2 separate regions of the Sus scrofa genome follow, and region 1 is linked to region 2. Evidence: chromatin contacts called from public HiChIP or PLAC-seq data. All regions are on one chromosome and are shown on one strand. Each heading gives the region's core, a stretch centred on a gene start, on an enhancer-like site or on the middle of the called end of the contact. The rest is flanking DNA. Distances are from core to core; before and after follow the strand shown.

Region 1 (3,779 bases), core at 316-2,815, 82 kb before region 2:
AGGCCTATGTAGACTCACGTAAGGTGACCAGGGTACATGGCGGAGATGTTCCCCTACAGCTTTCTCAGGGTTAGAGGCTTTTTAACATTGCCTGAGAAAGAGAAAATAAGACTTAAAACCATGGAATCTGAATTCAAATCTAGTTCAATCCATAATTAGCCGTGGGACTTCAGCAAGTCCTTTACCTCGCTCGGGCTTGTTTTTTTTAAATCCGTAAAATTATATAATTTTTGTTTGTTTGCTTTTGAGGAGGTCTTTTTCTTCTTATCAGGATGTAAACTACACAAAGACAAGGATTTTCCAACTTTATTCACTGTTGTAGCCCTGGTGCTTGGAACGTGACAAGCGCATGGCAGAGATTCAGTAAACATTTGAGTGAATGAAATGAAATGAAAGATGTTTCATTGTAGTTTGTTAGCATGTGGTGGATTTGAAGCCTTAAAACCTATTTTGGGGTGTTTGTTTTGCAGAAAATTCAGGAGTCCCAGTAAAAAAAATGACTGTGCATTTCTTTTAGGGGAACTCAAGTAAAAAAGAGTCTGAACAGAATTTCCTGATGGTGGGTTTAGGATCTGGTGTTGTCATTACTGGGTCTTGAGTCACTGCTGTGGTGAGGGTTTGATCCCCGGCAGGGGAACTTCTGCATGCTCTGGCGAGGCCAAAAAGAAAAAAGAAAAAGAAAAAAAAGCCTGAGCAAAGACTCATTTAACAAGTGAATAATTACATACTGAAGAGTGGAACATGGCACCCTAATGGATCTTTTATTAGTGATGTTATAATAAACCCTAAAGACATACAACTCTGACAAATGGTTCCTAACAATAGAAAATAGGGAAGGCCCAGCTTGTCCACTGTTTTGTTCTACACCTACCACTTTCCCAGTCATCTCCCCAGGTTTCCTTTTTCTTTTTCTCTCAACCAATGTATGGCGTGGAATAGAAAATAAATTGTGGGTCAAGGGATCTGCCTCTAGTTCTGATAATATCAAGTCACTCACTTCCCTGCCCTGAGCCCCAGTTTCTTCACCTTCATGTCTTTGTGTGACACACATGGTTTTCCTTAATTGCAACTAAGTGACATTATTATATTTTTTTACAGATAAACTATGGCTCAAAGAGATTGACCCACCTGCAGAAGGATATTAGTTAGTACTAGAGCCAAGCTTTCTCACTCCAAGTTCAGGTTTCTTTCCACCATAACAGCGAGACACTCAGAACATCCCTAAGGCCTTGGTTTCTTCCCTCTCCATGTCATGGGGCTGGGATTTTTGTCTGGCTTGCTTCCCATTCTAATCTCAGCGTCTATAACTACCTGGCACATAGAAGGTACTTAATATATATTTGTTGAATGAAAAAAAAAAAAATAGATGAGTAGAGACGCGCCACAATTCGTCCTGCGACTTCCAGCAAATCGAGGCCTCTTTTTGGATTTCCTCTGTCCCCAACGCCGGCCCAGTCTCCTCGCGTCTCTTTCGCTCCTCCAGCCACCAGACGGCACTGTCGTAAGGGACCCCCTCCCACCTAGCAGAGAGCGGTGCCCTTCTTGGCCTCGTTGCGCCTTCCTTGGTCGGAGGGCGGCTCACAAGAAACCGGAAGTGCTGCAGCCGCCGCTGCAGCCGCTGCCGCCGCCGCCGCCCTTAAGTGCCGTGTTCACCGCTTGGGTTGCCGCCGGCGCCGTCGCCAAGGAAGCCGCTTCAGCCCGGTTGGGAGTGGAGGCGGCGCGGCATGAAGCGGCGCAGGCCCGCTCCGTAGCGCGCGTCGGGACGGTCCGGGCGGGGCCGGGGGGGAAGGTGCAGTATCCGCCCCCTCTCCTTCTCCTTAGCCCGCGAGGCCTGCGCCCCAGCCCATTCGGGCCTCTCCGCCTCACCAAGGAGCGGCCTGGCGCGTCCTCCCGGTTAGCCCTCTCTGCTGCTTACCCGGCGCGCCGCCAAGCTCGGGCCACAGCCGGTGGCGGGGCCCTACTTGCCGGAAGAGGAAGCCGAGGCTCTCAGATTCCGAGTCAGCCAACGTCCACCGAGCGTCCCTTGAGCGCTGGGTGCTGGCCTCCGGACTTCCATGTCCGTTATCTTAATTGAGTCTAGCCGGGGTTGGGAGCCGGGTATTGTCCGGTCTTACAGATGAGAAACGGAATCCCACAGAGGCCAAGGGGTTTGCCCAAAGTCCGACTGTGGCAGATCGGATTCGAACTGAGATTTTCTCTTTTCCCAGCTGATATTCTTTCTGCCGCCCCACTCTAGGTCGAGTCCTTCCTTGTTCACTGGCCCCTTCTCATTCTGTTTTACCCTCCTGGGGCAGGATAGGTACTTTCCTTTCCTTTTTCAAACCTCTCCCCTCACACACTTTTCCTCTAAGACTAGGCATCTCCCTCACACCCCCTTCTCAACATTCTCTGTTACACTTTTCCTCTTCATTCTCATTTTAGCTTTCAACATCTTTGTCCACTTTGTGATAATGAACCTTTCAGCTCGCTGTGGATCCTGACAAATGAAATAGCTAGGCTTCAATGAGGGGTGGGATATGTTAAGTGTTCAAAATGGCCCCGGGATTAAAAATTAAGGCGTGACATTTGAATGGGTTCAAATTTAAGACTCCTGAAGATATTTTCTAACCTGACATGCTCTTCTCTGAATGAGAGGCTTAGCGCGTGGGAAGATGCCTTGACACCTTAGTCCGTTGGTGCTGTGTTAAGCACAACTTTTTCCCCTCCATTTAGCGCCGGACTTTTCTCATCACATTTCCCTCCATCACCTGTTTGGGCTACGAACGCCCAGAATTAAAACTGATAACAAAGTTACAGGTGTAATCACAGATCCTGGTTTTTTTTTTTCCCCCTTTTTCTAAACCAGAATTTCAACAAACTTAACACTTGCATTACCAGAGAAGTTACCTAATTCAGTTATTTTCAGATATACGTGAAAAAGGAAGACGCAAAAATGGAATGCACTGAAAAGATAATACTTTATCTTGTGAAAAGCGTATTAATTCCAAGTTAATTTTTTTTACAAAAATGGCCAGTTCTATAATTCTTATTGGTTATTCTACTGAGTCTATCTCCAACCAGTGAAATATATATTCTGCAAAATAAAACAGTGGGCACATAGAAATAAATTTTATTATTAATCGTTAGTAATTTTTGAGAATTTGCAATAGCCACTGAGTAATCTCACATATGTATGCCTTTTATTCTTTTTAAATTTCTTCCATAATTTTCCTCTTAATATATGTCTGGATGTCAGGATTTACACTACTAATGCATATTCTTTTGAGTAAATTGGTGTATATATTTCTGAAATGAACTAACTTTATAATTTTCATAATTAAAATGCAGATACAGAGTAATTCAGGCATTTATATTATACCAAAAAGAATGTTTCTGCATTAATTTTAAGCACTATTTGAGACTTTAGGTTTAAATCTTTTGGGCCATATGTGATCCATTTTAACAATGATCAACAGCCTTTTATCTTATTTCATTATCCTGGTGAGCAGGATTGGATGGTGAGAAAAAGAAAGACTCCTCTGAGAAGAGAACAGGATGAGCAGAGGGATCTGTGCTTGAAGTTGAGTCACTTGAGAAAGATCTCTTTGAATGTGGAAGAGATCTGAGCAGATGAAAATACAATCAGGTAGGCACCAGGGAAGACCCTTAAGTTAAGAGGTAGGTGGGGTAGTGACGTATATACACTGTGCTGAGAATGTGTACTGACCTCTTTTCTAATTTTTAAAATTAGAAAACGCGAGTCACATGTTTTGAGAACGCATTTGTATATAAATTGTTAT
Region 2 (3,802 bases), core at 1,174-3,673:
TCTTCTATCCTGGCCCCCTGGCACTTACACAGTGCCAGGTACTGGTCTATCTGCTTAGAATTCAGCAGTGAACCTAGCACACAAAAATCTCTGTCCTCTCAAAGCCCACATTCTGGTTGGGAGGACAGACAAAAAATAAACTGAGTAAAATGTAGAGGACGTTAGAAAGACTGGGGATAGAGTGGGGGGAGCTGTGAGGACATGAGGGGTGGGAGGCAGAGTTCCAGACCTGTACTCCTGGGCAAAGGTCTGGAAGCTGGAGGGAGGGGACTGGCTGCCATCAAGTTACAGCAAGGAGGCTGGTGTGGCTGGAGAGGCAGCAAGCAAAGGGGATGGTGTAGGAGGTGAGGTCAGAGAAGTAAAGCAGGCCTCCAGATCAGAGAGGTGTTCTTGTCATAAGAAGGACTTCAGTTTTTGTTTTGAGATAGGAGGCACTGGTGGGTTTTGCTCAGAGAAGTGACACAATCTTGTTCCCACTTTAATAAGATCCCTCTTGGTTCCGTATTGAGAAAAGACTAAAGGGGAACAAGGACAGAAACAAGTCAAGGGGCTATTGTGACAATCCAGGTGAAAGGTGATGGTGCTTGGATCAAGGTGGTGGCAGGAAAATGGGGTGTGAAGGATGTGAAAGTGAAGAGCCAAGGCTGGCTCTAATGTTTTTGACTTGAGCAACAGGAAGGATGAGCTACTAGGAACTGGGATGGAGATTATGGGAGAGGCAGGTTTAATAGGGAAGATCAGAGCTCAGTTTGGGACATATTAAATTAGAAATGCCTACTTGCCAATGGAAATGTTGAACAGGTAACTGGATATACAAGTCTGGAGTTCAGGGGAGATGGTCCAGGCTGGAGGTGTAAGTGTGGGCACCTCCAGCATAAAGATGTAATTTAAAGCCTTGATGACCAGCTGAGATCACTAAGTGAAACAAACAGGAGTGATGGATTAAGTCAAATGCTGCTGGTGGGCCTGACAATGAATGAATAAATGCCAGATCCTATTAGAGCTGCAAAGTGAAGGTCCTTACTAAGGGTTAGCTAGCAGCAGATGGGTAAGGTACCTACCCTCTACAAAGTGGCTCTACATATGGGAACACTGGAGACACAGGGGATGAAGAACCATGGCATCCTGGTCTTGGAAAAGACCTTAAGTAGGTCATTCAATCTGTACTCCTCTCGCTACCCTACCTAGCCTGATGACTGAATCCCTGGTTTTAGAAAAAGAGACATTTGTAGGATACTGAGGCAACCAGTCTGGCCAGGAAAGAGAAAGCACAGTTGAAGAATGAGTGGGAAATGACCTCTGGAATCAGAAAGCCAGGGTTCTGGTCCTGCATCTCCTGATCCCTAGCTTCCTGTCCTTATGCAAGTCATTTCACCTCCTCCAGCCTCAGTTTCCCTGCAGGTAGAATGGGAGCAATCAAATCTTCCTTGTCTCTCCCAGGGTGGCAGGGAGGTGGGAGTGTAGCAGTGCTTAGGGTAGAGTAAATGCCCTGTCGGGGCTGGTTATTCTTTTTTTTTGTCTTTTTGCTATTTCTTTGGGCCGCTACCACGGCATATGGAGGTTCTTAGGCTAGGAGTCAAATCGGAGCTGTAGCCACTGGCCTACACCACAGCCACAGCAACGCGGGATCCAAGCTGCATCTGCAACCTACACCACAGCTCACGGCAACGCCGGATCGTTAACCCACTGAGCAAGGGCAGGGATCGAACCCGAAACCTCATGGTTCCTAGTCGGATTCGTTAACCACTGCGCCACGGCGGGAACTCCGGGGCTGGTTATTCTAAGAGCAAAAAAAGGAGGTCAAGAGAAGCCATCAGCTTGGAATGACAATGGAAATGGGTTGAGGGAACTGTCATGTCCTCAGAAGGTCTGTTGGTGCAGCATGTGGCAAAGCTAATGAGGATTCAATCCAGACCGAGGATGGAATGGACTGGCTCAAGTGGCAGGATGGGGTCTGCCGGGTCAGAGACTGAGGCCTTGAATCTGCCTCCACTGAGCCTGGAACAGAGATGGAGGAGACCCTGAGGCAGCAGCAGAGCCTTAAAGTGATAGAGACAGATAAAGTAACAGAGGCAGAAAGAGGCCCCAGGACCAAGAGACAAGCTGCCCAAATGGGGGCCCAAGGCAACCTAGAGAAGGCAAGGGACAGAGGCACAGATCCCAGCGGAGCTGAGCACCCGCGCACCGCAGGTTACAGTGCACGGGCAAGGGTCTCCCGCGGGGCCCGAGTGGCCGCGCTCGTTGGGCGCCCCCGCCCGGGCTCCTCGCCCAAGATGGCGATGGAGGGGCGGGCGAGGCGGCAGCAGCCCCGGCCCCCGCGCCGGCCCCCGCTTGGGCCCGGGCCCCGAGGCCGCGCCCCCGCCCGCGGCGCCGCGCCTCCCCGGGCCACTGACGCCCGGCGCGCCCTCCCCCGGCGGCGGCGGCGGCGGCGGCAGCGGCGACCGAGGCGCGGGGTGGAGGCGGCGGCGGCGGCCCGGGCCCGGCCCCATGGCGCGGGGGGACGCTAGCCGCCGCGGCGGGCTCTTCGCGCTGACCTTCTGCCTGCTGGCCGCGCGCGGTAAGGGCGGGCGCCGCGGCAGTGGCGGAAGCCGCTGCGGTGTGTCAGTGCGTCCGCGCCCCGGGCTGCGCTGGGCTATAAGGCCGGCGCGTCCTGCTCCCGAGCGAGTACGGGGGCCGTGGGGCTCGGGCTGCGTGTCCTTGTGCCTGCGGTGCCTGCGCTAGGGGTCTGCGCGCCTCGGCCCAGGGCGTTTGCGGCGCGTACTAGTCTGCAGGGGGTGTGTGTCCTTGGTTTTCGGAGTCTGGAGTGAGTGAGTGTGTATGTGTGCATGTGTGTGTGTGCGTATGTGTGTGTGTGTGCAGAGGGTGGGGAGGGGGCTTCTACGGACGTCCGCGTCCGCAGTGCGTGCCTGGCCGCGGCGTGGCATCGCGGGCGGTGGATGCGGTGTTTGTGGTTTTCGCTAGGCGGGCTCTTCCTTGCCCGCGCGTGTCTTTTGGTTAGAAGTGTTAGAGAGGAGGGGTGTAGGGGTGTGTGTCTGCACCTCCATTTGTGTCTCGAGAGCGTGTGTAATTGTGTTTATGGGGCTGTACTAATATTTGGCCTTGGCTTTTGGGGAGTGTCCTTGCCCTTGTTGGGGGTGGGGGGGAACAGAGCAGGAGATTCCGGATTGACTGGGGATAGTGGTGATAAAGTACTCAACTTTGTCCAGTGGGTGTGGTCCCGGAGGCTGGTTGGGGCGGGGGTGCCACGGGAGAGTGTTGCCCCCGCAAGCCCGAGGCCCAGAGTGGCCTGGGAGAGGGGGCAGGAAAATAGTTGCTTTCTTGGACGTGTCCAACACTCGCTCTCGGGATGGCACGCGTGTCACCCCTGCCCCACCTCTCAGGGCCGGATCAGAGGAGCGTTGACGGGATCAGTAAGGCCTCCTCCAGGCCCCCACCTCAGAGTGGACTCAGGGTGGGTAAAAGTCAGAGTTGTCCTCAGTGGAGAAAGGTCTGGGGATGGCGTGACGGAGTCCCAAGGGTCTATGCCTAGGGCGTCTTCTTCAACCCCCAGCCCTCTAGCTTTCCGTCCTTGTGTGCCTTTAGGGGGCGGCCCGTGGGGAAGGTGGTTGGTTGGGCTGGGGAGGGGGATGGGCTGCCTGCTTTGTTCGCCTAGTTCTTGCCTTCCCTGCAGAGGGGGAAGCTGAGGATGTGTCCGGGGCGAGTCGGGGAGGGACTTGGCGGTGGGGGTGGGGAGGGGGATTTCTCTCCAGCTGCTGCGGCTTTCCAGAGAGACTCAGCCAGGCCACGTGGGAGGGAGGCAGGG

The links. HiChIP or PLAC-seq counts read pairs in DNA pulled down with a chosen protein or histone mark.
Region 1: a contact with region 2 is called in an H3K27ac HiChIP or PLAC-seq map of skeletal muscle. The contact joins the promoter of DPP8 here to the promoter of IGDCC4 in region 2. A contact is called at or near these places in 2 of 5 promoter capture datasets (fetal liver and fetal skeletal muscle), 5 of 47 Hi-C or Micro-C datasets (fetal heart ventricle, psoas muscle, retroperitoneal adipose tissue and 1 more) and 2 of 2 datasets of contacts at active chromatin or transcription factors (alveolar macrophages and skeletal muscle).

Annotation. Positions count from the first base shown.
Region 1 is chr1:163,515,220-163,518,998 of Sscrofa11.1, reverse strand. DPP8 (dipeptidyl peptidase 8) reads left to right here and starts at 1,565. Exons shown (of 21, transcript XM_001929097.6): 1 at 1,565-1,789; 2 at 3,489-3,625. The coding sequence starts at 3,589.
Region 2 is chr1:163,434,523-163,438,324 of Sscrofa11.1, reverse strand. IGDCC4 (immunoglobulin superfamily DCC subclass member 4) reads left to right here and starts at 2,423. Exons shown (of 20, transcript XM_003121731.5): 1 at 2,423-2,557. The coding sequence starts at 2,488.